Linked DNA regions of Hordeum vulgare: region 2 is linked to region 1. The links are chromatin contacts, called in public Hi-C maps. All regions are on one chromosome and are shown on one strand. Each heading gives the region's core, a stretch centred on a gene start, on an enhancer-like site or on the middle of the called end of the contact. The rest is flanking DNA. Distances are from core to core; before and after follow the strand shown.

Region 1 (4,276 bases), core at 917-3,416:
CCTTGCCTCCTCTGTCAATAGCTCTCAACACATCATCATGAGTTAAAGGAGGACCGTTGTTATTCACTTTTTGCGTGACAAAACTTGAAATGGACTCAACAAGTGTATTACTGTTACTATCAGCAGCATTAGAGGACCGTATAAATGCCGAGTCCTCTTCTGCCACCAGAGGTATCGATGGAAACAATTGTTGTAGTTCTTCCAATGGGACCATGGTAGAGGTGGCATCAGACAACGGTGCAAAGTGCATATCATATGCTGAACTGGGAAAGTGAATTATGAATTACCAAAGCTAATAAGGGCCTGAACTCCAAAATCCGCAATTGTCACATGAGTTTGGTCGTTCTTTTCAAGAATCTTCTCGTCACCTACAAGCATTGATTCCCTCACCTGTCAAAGCAATCAATTTAAGCAGCAAAAGATAACTCAGATTGCTGGATTATTTTCAGCGACATGTCAGAAAAACATTTAAAATTTAAGAAATCATAATTGGATGATAAATTGGCAACTGACAGTTTAACATTTGGGTTTAGTATAGTCTTTAACCTCTGAAACCTCTGGTGTAAGTAAACCTGAGTAGAACAAAATTGTTTTTCTGCTGCTAAACAAGGGTAATTTTCTAATGGCTAAATCCTATCTGTTCTACCTTTAGTTTTTGTGCTATTCTAAACATGATTTCAGCTTACTCTGACAGATATGCATATTAAATTTGCAATGCACTTGACCTATCTTGGCTATTGGAACATTGAATGACCAAAGTGGTGCTCAAAATATTGGTAGTTCACTCTGTACTGTAGTGCTATATTTTCCTGTGGCAAACTTTATAATACCAGAGAAGGACCTTTGCACACGGGAAGTCTCATGGTTTATCAAAGCTTCTCCATGTTGGCATTGCTAAAGATGGACGTTATGGTGCCCCACATAAGAATGCAAATTAGTTGACGATTTATAAAATCTGCGCTCAGCTCTGTAGCCGACTAACTAGCCGAGTTTTCAGTTTAGATAAAAAACTACTATGACTGAGTTTCAGAACGCCCAAAATCCGCACACGCCAATGCCGGAATCTGACTTTACCAAAGGGCCATGTCAGTTTATTACATACTCCCTCTGTCATTAAATATAGGTCTTTTTAGAGATTTCACTAGTGAACTATGTTGGCTTTTGAACGTGTGTATGCAGCTGTACAGGCGTGCCTACGCGATTCTTGCTTCGGCCGGCTACTTGACGGAACTTGCGTAACTAGCGACACGAATAAAACTGATCGATGGATTTGATGGCTAAAGGCCCGTGTCGAGCATTTGCTTTGTATTGCTTTACGTTTTTCTGATGCTACAATCAACACCCCTAGGGTGTCTTTTATACACGTCCACAAGGGACTATGGAAATAGACTAGGACTAGGAATCCTAATACTACTAGGACTCGGTTTGGCTTTCTTTCCTAATCCTAAAAAAACAACATGATTAACTTCTACATCTACATATGAAGCAAAATGAATGAATCTATATATTCTAAAATATTTATATATATATATATATATATCCGTATGTAGTGTTCTAGTAAATGTTTAAAAAGACTTATATTTAGAAACCGGAAATGGAGGGAGTATTACACTAGAGTCGCACGATAGTACGTATCACTGAACGGAGAATAATCCCACGCCCAGATCTGACAGGCCTCAAATTTCCTCAAACGGACAGATACAAAGGAGAGGGGACGAGTTGAACTCACATCCACGCAGAGGCGACAGGCGCGCTCGACGGAGGCGACAGCCGCGGCGAGCTCGCGGTGGTGGGAAGCGCGGTCCGGCGGGAAGGGCAGCGCGCACACCTCATGCGCGACCGGTGCCGCCGCCGCCGCCGCCCTGTGCAAGAACAATAAGCGGTGAGCCAACGAGGCGGCGGCTTGCTGTCAGAACTACTGACATAGTTGGGGTTAGGATAGTTCAGAGATTGGACAGGGCACGACCTTACAGAGAGGCGGGACGGATGATGCACCGGCGGGGCGATGAGCCTGCACTGCCGGACGACGAGGAGGCGGTGCGGCGGCGGCGAGGGGTGGAGGAGCGGCATGTGTGTGTGCGCGCGCGCGCGAGTGGCGGGAACAGAAGGGCCGACTCTTTTTGCAGGGATGCGTGTTCGCATGGACCGCCTATACGGTACGGGATAGGAATTACGTGACGCACAGGTGTTGGGCCTGCTTGTCCGAGTCTGCACCACTTCTGTCCACTTCCGAAAAAAATTGGTCCATCTCGCGATACGATATGACTGTGTCCTGCTGAGATATAATAAAAGGGAAAATCTAAAAAAAAACGCCGTACCATAGCTTTTTCATGCAGCGGATCCTCATGTGCAAGAATCTTCTACCTCATGATTACATCATCGTATTAAATCTTTTTTAAAATTTTAGAAATGATTTATCTCACAAATTAATAATTTGATTGGAGATTTGCTTTCACCGTTAGATTCGTTTCGACAAGACCTTCAAAATAAGATCTTATGCTGACATGTTTCATTAAACTTTTTTTCATCGTTTCTAGTTGCCACATTTATGTCATCATGGTTGTCATTTTATGGGTGTATAATTATCATAAAAATTATACATAGTTATCGGGACAATAATTTTATAATTGTTAAGTATTGTAATGTTATGTGAAGCTAAAAAATGGGCATTACAGCACTAACAATAAGCAAGTAGATGCATGAACTAGCAGAAGTACCATGAATCATGTTTTTTAATGGGGCATATTGACATTCATAAGCCTGATAACCAAATTGATTTAATGTAAGAACTATGTGACAAATAATGCGACAAGTAAGAGATAGTAATCTGGCAACTACCAACAAAAATAAAAGTTATCGAAACATATCGATATGGGATCTAGTTTTGAAAATCTCGTCGCGAAAAAGTCAATGGTGAAAGCGGATCATTAATTGAGATAATGGTTTGGAAGATAAATATTTTTTAAATACGAAACAAGAAGAATATTTAATGATGTCATGCTTGTGTATCTTCAAAACACTATACTATGGCTAGCCCTGTCACTACATGCATCTGATTTTGTTTTGTGGTTTCTTGAATTGCATACATTGACATGCATTGCTATTAGTACTCCTTGAATGCATGCCTAGCCTGTCATGTTTCTCCTTGGATCCGGATGCATGCAGTGCAAGACCATGTTCTTCATGCAAGACCAGGAGCACTGATTTTTTTTACATAATCAAAGTGTGGTTTAAAAATGCGATTTTCAAAGGAGGTATTGGCTGTCGCATTGGAAAACACAGGTGTGGCGCCGCCGTGTAGCGACGTCCATAATAAAATACGTACTTGAACATGTGGACGTGCATCAAAGCGGATACTTCAAATGAGTTTGGAACGGTGTTTGCGAACAATGAATATGATCTGTCATCCAACCCCATGCGCAAAATATTCACCTTTTATGCAATGCAGAGATGCGAGAGGAAGGAGGGAAAAATAGATTTATGATGGGCCCAACTACTAAAACTTGTCCATAGTGTGCCTAGAGTCTAGACTCCCCAAACTATTTTAATAAGCTAGCCATGATGATATTTTTCTAAAAAAAGGTGTACCACGTTCAATTGCTAAAATGTTTGATCTGGAGATCTAGAAGCTATTTGGTGTATCCTTTAGAGATCTTTTTGAGCGATAGGGTAAGAGCAACCCTAGCAGAGTCATGTATTGGTAGTAGCAGTCGGCCATCTTCGTCACCGTAGTCGCGACGATTAAAGATCTTGCATGGCAAAAAAAATTGAAAGACCCAACATGCTGCTGGCATTTCATTGATTTAGCAGAAGAGAGCGGAAAACAATATTGATCAAGTGATCAGGTGGATGAAAGAGTAGAGCAGAAAAATAAAAGATACAACTTATTGCCACCTTCGTGGAGCTTGCAAAGAGCGTGTGGTCGCCCTCGTAGTAGGGCGGGGGTGCCAACCCAGGGGTGGCTGGGTTGGCGCCATGCCGGCCATAGCTAGCGGAGCCGGAGGGCGCGGCTGAGATTGAGCAGGTTCAAGATGCCGAGGCCACCGTGTTGGAGCGGCGAGCATACCTTGTCCCATTTGATTTTATAGTGCCCGCCCACTAACTCTTGGTCTCCTGCCCATAGAAATCACCGTCTCTCTTTGTCGATCTCCTTCAAAAGCTTCGTCGGTGCTAGAATAACAGTGAGGGCAAAAGTTGGCAGCATAGAGAGGACGCACCGCACTAGAACTCGTCTTCAGGTCGTGGATAGAAGCCGTCCTTTCCATCTCGCTAGCCG
Region 2 (4,276 bases), core at 539-3,038, 440 kb after region 1:
CGGTAAGCTGTCAACTGCAGCTTGATTCACTGACATTGTTGGAGAATCAGAGTTAGGGTCACCCTGGGACAGCATGGGCCTTGGAACAGTGATCGAGTCAAGCGGAACTACACTCTTAGCCCTAACAAGAACTGGATCATGGCCCCAACTCCTGGCTGCACGTATAACTGAAAATGGCACTGTTGCTGAAACCAAGATTGTCTGACGCTCAGACCGCCTAGCAAGTGGACCAAGGATGTGACTAGAAGATGAAGTGCTAGGTTTCCTTCCAACATGCTCCAGTATTCTATGCATATCCTCGCGGTAATTAAATGATAAGAGCTGGTCAACTTCATCCAGTACAAGAAAACGACAGTTGTGAGTTTGTAGCTTACCCGCCGCTGAAATTTCCGAAATACGGCCAGGTGTTCCAACAACTATGATAGGCTTGTTCTTCTTCAGTGCTTCCTCTTGCCTCGAACGGTTAGCACCGCCAACAAGTTGCTGGACAAGTCTCTTATCATCAGGACCCAGAATCTTCTCCACTTCTCGCACTATCTGCATTCCTAGCTCTCTTGAAGGAGCAACAACAACAGCTTCTATACCTGATCTCTTCTCAGAATTACCCTGCTCTCTAGCCCTCTTCAGGGGTCCTATTTCAGAAAGAATAGGGAGAAGGTACGCAAGTGTTTTCCCTGACCCTGTATATGATTGAATAACCGCATCATGCCTTTGAGATATGACAGGAATAGAAGCAGATTGGACCTCAGTTGGAGAGGTTAGGCCTTCCTTGTTCAGCCGGTCAATGAGCAAAGGTGGCAGACCGAGCTCTTCAAATGAACTTGCAGAAAATAAAGCCTCATCGATCTTCAGTTTCTTCTTCACCACTGGCGACTTTGGTAAGGCACTCTTTGCTGGCTTCAGATGAAGCGAAGAAACCTTCTTTGGTTTCGCGCTGAAAGCAGAATCTCTTGAGCTTGGCTTCGGACCTCCGGTTCGTGGCACCCTTTCCTTCTTGACATAATCAGTTTTGCTCTGTGGCACCCTTTCCTTCTTCACATAATCAGCTTTGCTTTGTGGCACCCTTTCCTTCTTCACATAATCAGCTTTGCTTTGGACTTCCAGGCTAGCCAGAGTTAGTGTGCTGCCGCTATCCTCGACGGTTTGACTACCCCGCCAAGCAGTCTGATGGAACCCAGAGGCCCGTGGCAGCGACAGCATTCTGAACGGGAGATGGTCACCGATGACAAAGCATGACCGAGATGACGCCAGCGCAAGAACATTCCGATGAACTTGCCCGATGATTAGCCTCATTTATGCTATTACTGAACAATGCCAAACACAGCACCTCAGCTCGATAACTGTAGTTATGTTTCAACTTTCAAGTACTTTATATCTCAGCAAGTTCAGGGCAGGATGCGCTTGTGGCTGTGCAGAAATAATCAGGCAACCAGGTCAGGTGAGTGACAAAACCAGGGGCGGATCTAGATAAAGTGCCGGTGTGCACACCAGAAAATTGGGGAAATTAGTTTGAGAATAAGTAATCACCGGATGACCAAAAGCTCATACCTTGGAAACAAATGTGCGGGGCAGAAAGGGAACGGCGATGGCGGCAGCGCGGGAGGGTTCTAGGGCTGTTGGGGGGGAGGGGTTGAGGCGTCGGCGGCCAAGCAAAGCTACGGGACGGCGGCAGCTCCAGGTCTGTAGGTGAGATTTTGGAGCCGAACTGGTTGGGGTTTGGGTAGGTCAGAGCAGGGGGGCTGCGCGGGCGAGGAAGGGGATAGGGGAGGAGTCTCGACTCTGGAGAAGGAAAATCTTGCTCTCGAGGGGATGGATTTTTGACGGTTCAGATCGTTTGCTGGCAGTGGGGAGCGAGGAAATTTCCTTGTGCATGTTTTTTATTTTTGGAGTAGCCTGTAAAATTATAATATTTTTTTCCTCATAAAAATATATTCCCTTAGTCCAAAATTACTTGTCATATAAATAGATTAAAAGATGCATAAAATTAAAATACATTTAGATACATCCACTTTCATAACAAGTACTCCCTCCGTTTCAAAATATAAGACCTTTTAGGTATTTCACTAGAAGACTACATACGGAGCAAAATGAGTGAATCTATACTCTAAAATATGTCTATGTACATCCGTATGTAGTTTATAGTATAATCTCTAAAAGGTCTTATATTTAGGAACGGAGGGAGTATTTCCGGATAAAAGGAGTAGTACATATAGATGGATAATGGCTCTAACTCGATATTAAAAGCTCTTTCCAATGAATCTCTCTTGATGTTTGACTTCCCACTTTTTTAATAAAGATAATATATTTATATCGCGAAGATACCAATTACATTCAACCTCTCCATCAACAATGTATTCAAAGGCATCAAGGATGCACACAGTTAAGAAAAAAATAAATATATAAATATATAAAACAAAGACCCCGTCGCGGTGATGAAACTCTCGCAACAACAACCCTCTAACCACCACCGAAGACAACACCTGAACCGCAAAATGTAATTCTCAAAAAACGATGTCTTCAAGAAGGAAACAATGCATCAGCATTGTCGTCGTTCGATCGAAGATATTGAGTTTTCACCCTCGAGAAAATCCATTCACCGTAAAAATTGCGACTCAATGCTCTAGGAGCACCCTAAAAATGCAGTTCACATGTGTTGCCGCCTCCTCTTATCAAGGTAGCTGTCGTAAGTCACCAACACCACACACACATGAAGAACATGTGCCTCCATTCTTCATCCACACCAGAACACCTCTACACAATTACAAACTCCGATTGGAGCAACCATGACTTTCTCCGCCCGTGTTAGTGCCATGAAATCTATATTTAGACATGTTCCATGGTCCCGTCAATAAAGCGAAGCTTCGCACCACACCCTCACGAAGCCTCACTAGCCAAAGATAAGGGAGCACACGACCGGATCGATTCCAATGTGGATATCCACTCGCGTCATGTGCTAATCAACATTATCACTGAGAGGAAGACCGGAACTCGCCGACGTCTTGATCGAGGAGGCTCACATCAAGGTGATCGACGTCTTGGCACTTGAAAAATAGCAGGGTCAAACCACCTTTGTTCTGGCTGGGCCAGCAGCCTCACACCACCAGCGTGCTCCCAACGATCGGAGCGAGCGGGCCGACCCATTTCAACCCGTATTGAGCCCAAGGTTGGCCCAGATCGGGCCCATGCACAAGCATCATCGGGAGATCTGCCGCGCACGCGCAACTCCTAATCAACCGACTACTGTGCAAATGTAGCGCCTCCGCCTCCATGGCCTTGGCCGCTTCGTCGCCTCTGGCCTGCACCGCCGCACGCGTGCCCGACTCTGCCTCCCCTCCCCCCCCCCCGCACACTAGTGAGATCCGTCGTCGTGCCACCTGAATGCCAACCTGTTGTTAGAGCATATTTCTTCATATGTGGTTTTGGTAATTGATGATAATCCCTATGGACTAATGGTTGCCTTAAGTTATATTTGAAGGATTTGTTCATAGGCACTTCTTGAAGTCCATCTGTTGGTTTCAAGGAGTTTATATGATGACCAAGGTGGTATTCATGGTGTTGGAATTATGCCCTAGAGGCAATAATAAATATAGTTATTATTATAATTCCTGTATCAAGATAATCGTTTATTATCCATGCTATAATTGTATTGAATGAAGACTCATTTACATGTGTGGATACATAGACAAAACACTGTCCCTAGCAAGCCTCTAGTTGGCTAGCCAGTTGATCAAAGATAGTCAGTGTCTTCTGATTATGAACAAGGTGTTGTTGCTTGATAACTGGACCACGTCATTAGGAGAATCACGTGATGGACTAGACCCAAACTAATAGACGTAGCATGTTGATCGTGTCATTTTGTTGCTACTGTTTTCTGCGTGTCAAGTATTTGTTCCTATGACCATGAGATCATATAACTCACTAACACCGGAGGAATACTTTGTGTGTATCAAACGTCGCAACGTAACTGGGTGACTATAAAGATGCTCTACAGGTATCTCCGAAGGTGTTCGTTGAGTTAGTATGGATCAAGACTGGGATTTGTCACTCCGTGTGACGGAGAGGTATCTCGGGGCCCACTCGGTAATACAACATCACACACAAGCCTTGCAAGCAATGTGACTTAGTGTAAGTTACGGGATCTTGTATTACAGAACGAGTAAAGAGACTTGCCGGTAAACGAGATTGAAATAGGTATGCGGATACTGACGATCGAATCTCGGGCAAGTAACATACCGAAGGACAAAGGGAATGACATACGGGATTATATGAATCCTTG

Evidence for each region. A called contact is a pair of places that touch in the nucleus more often than the background predicts.
Region 2: a contact with region 1 is called in a Hi-C map of seedling, with 3 times the contacts expected there. The contact joins the promoter of LOC123406155 here to the promoter of LOC123404180 in region 1. A contact is called at or near these places in 3 of 6 Hi-C or Micro-C datasets (leaf and seedling) and 1 of 1 datasets of contacts at active chromatin or transcription factors (embryo).

Annotation. Positions count from the first base shown.
Region 1 is chr6H:387,594,264-387,598,539 of MorexV3_pseudomolecules_assembly, forward strand. LOC123404180 (putative PAP-specific phosphatase, mitochondrial) reads right to left here and starts at 2,167. Exons shown (of 9, transcript XM_045098095.1): 1 at 1,967-2,167; 2 at 1,730-1,862; 3 at 288-390; 4 at 1-198. The coding sequence starts at 2,142.
Region 2 is chr6H:388,035,594-388,039,869 of MorexV3_pseudomolecules_assembly, forward strand. LOC123406155 (DEAD-box ATP-dependent RNA helicase 47A) reads right to left here and starts at 1,789. Exons shown (of 2, transcript XM_045099633.1): 1 at 1,549-1,789; 2 at 1-1,407. The coding sequence starts at 1,293.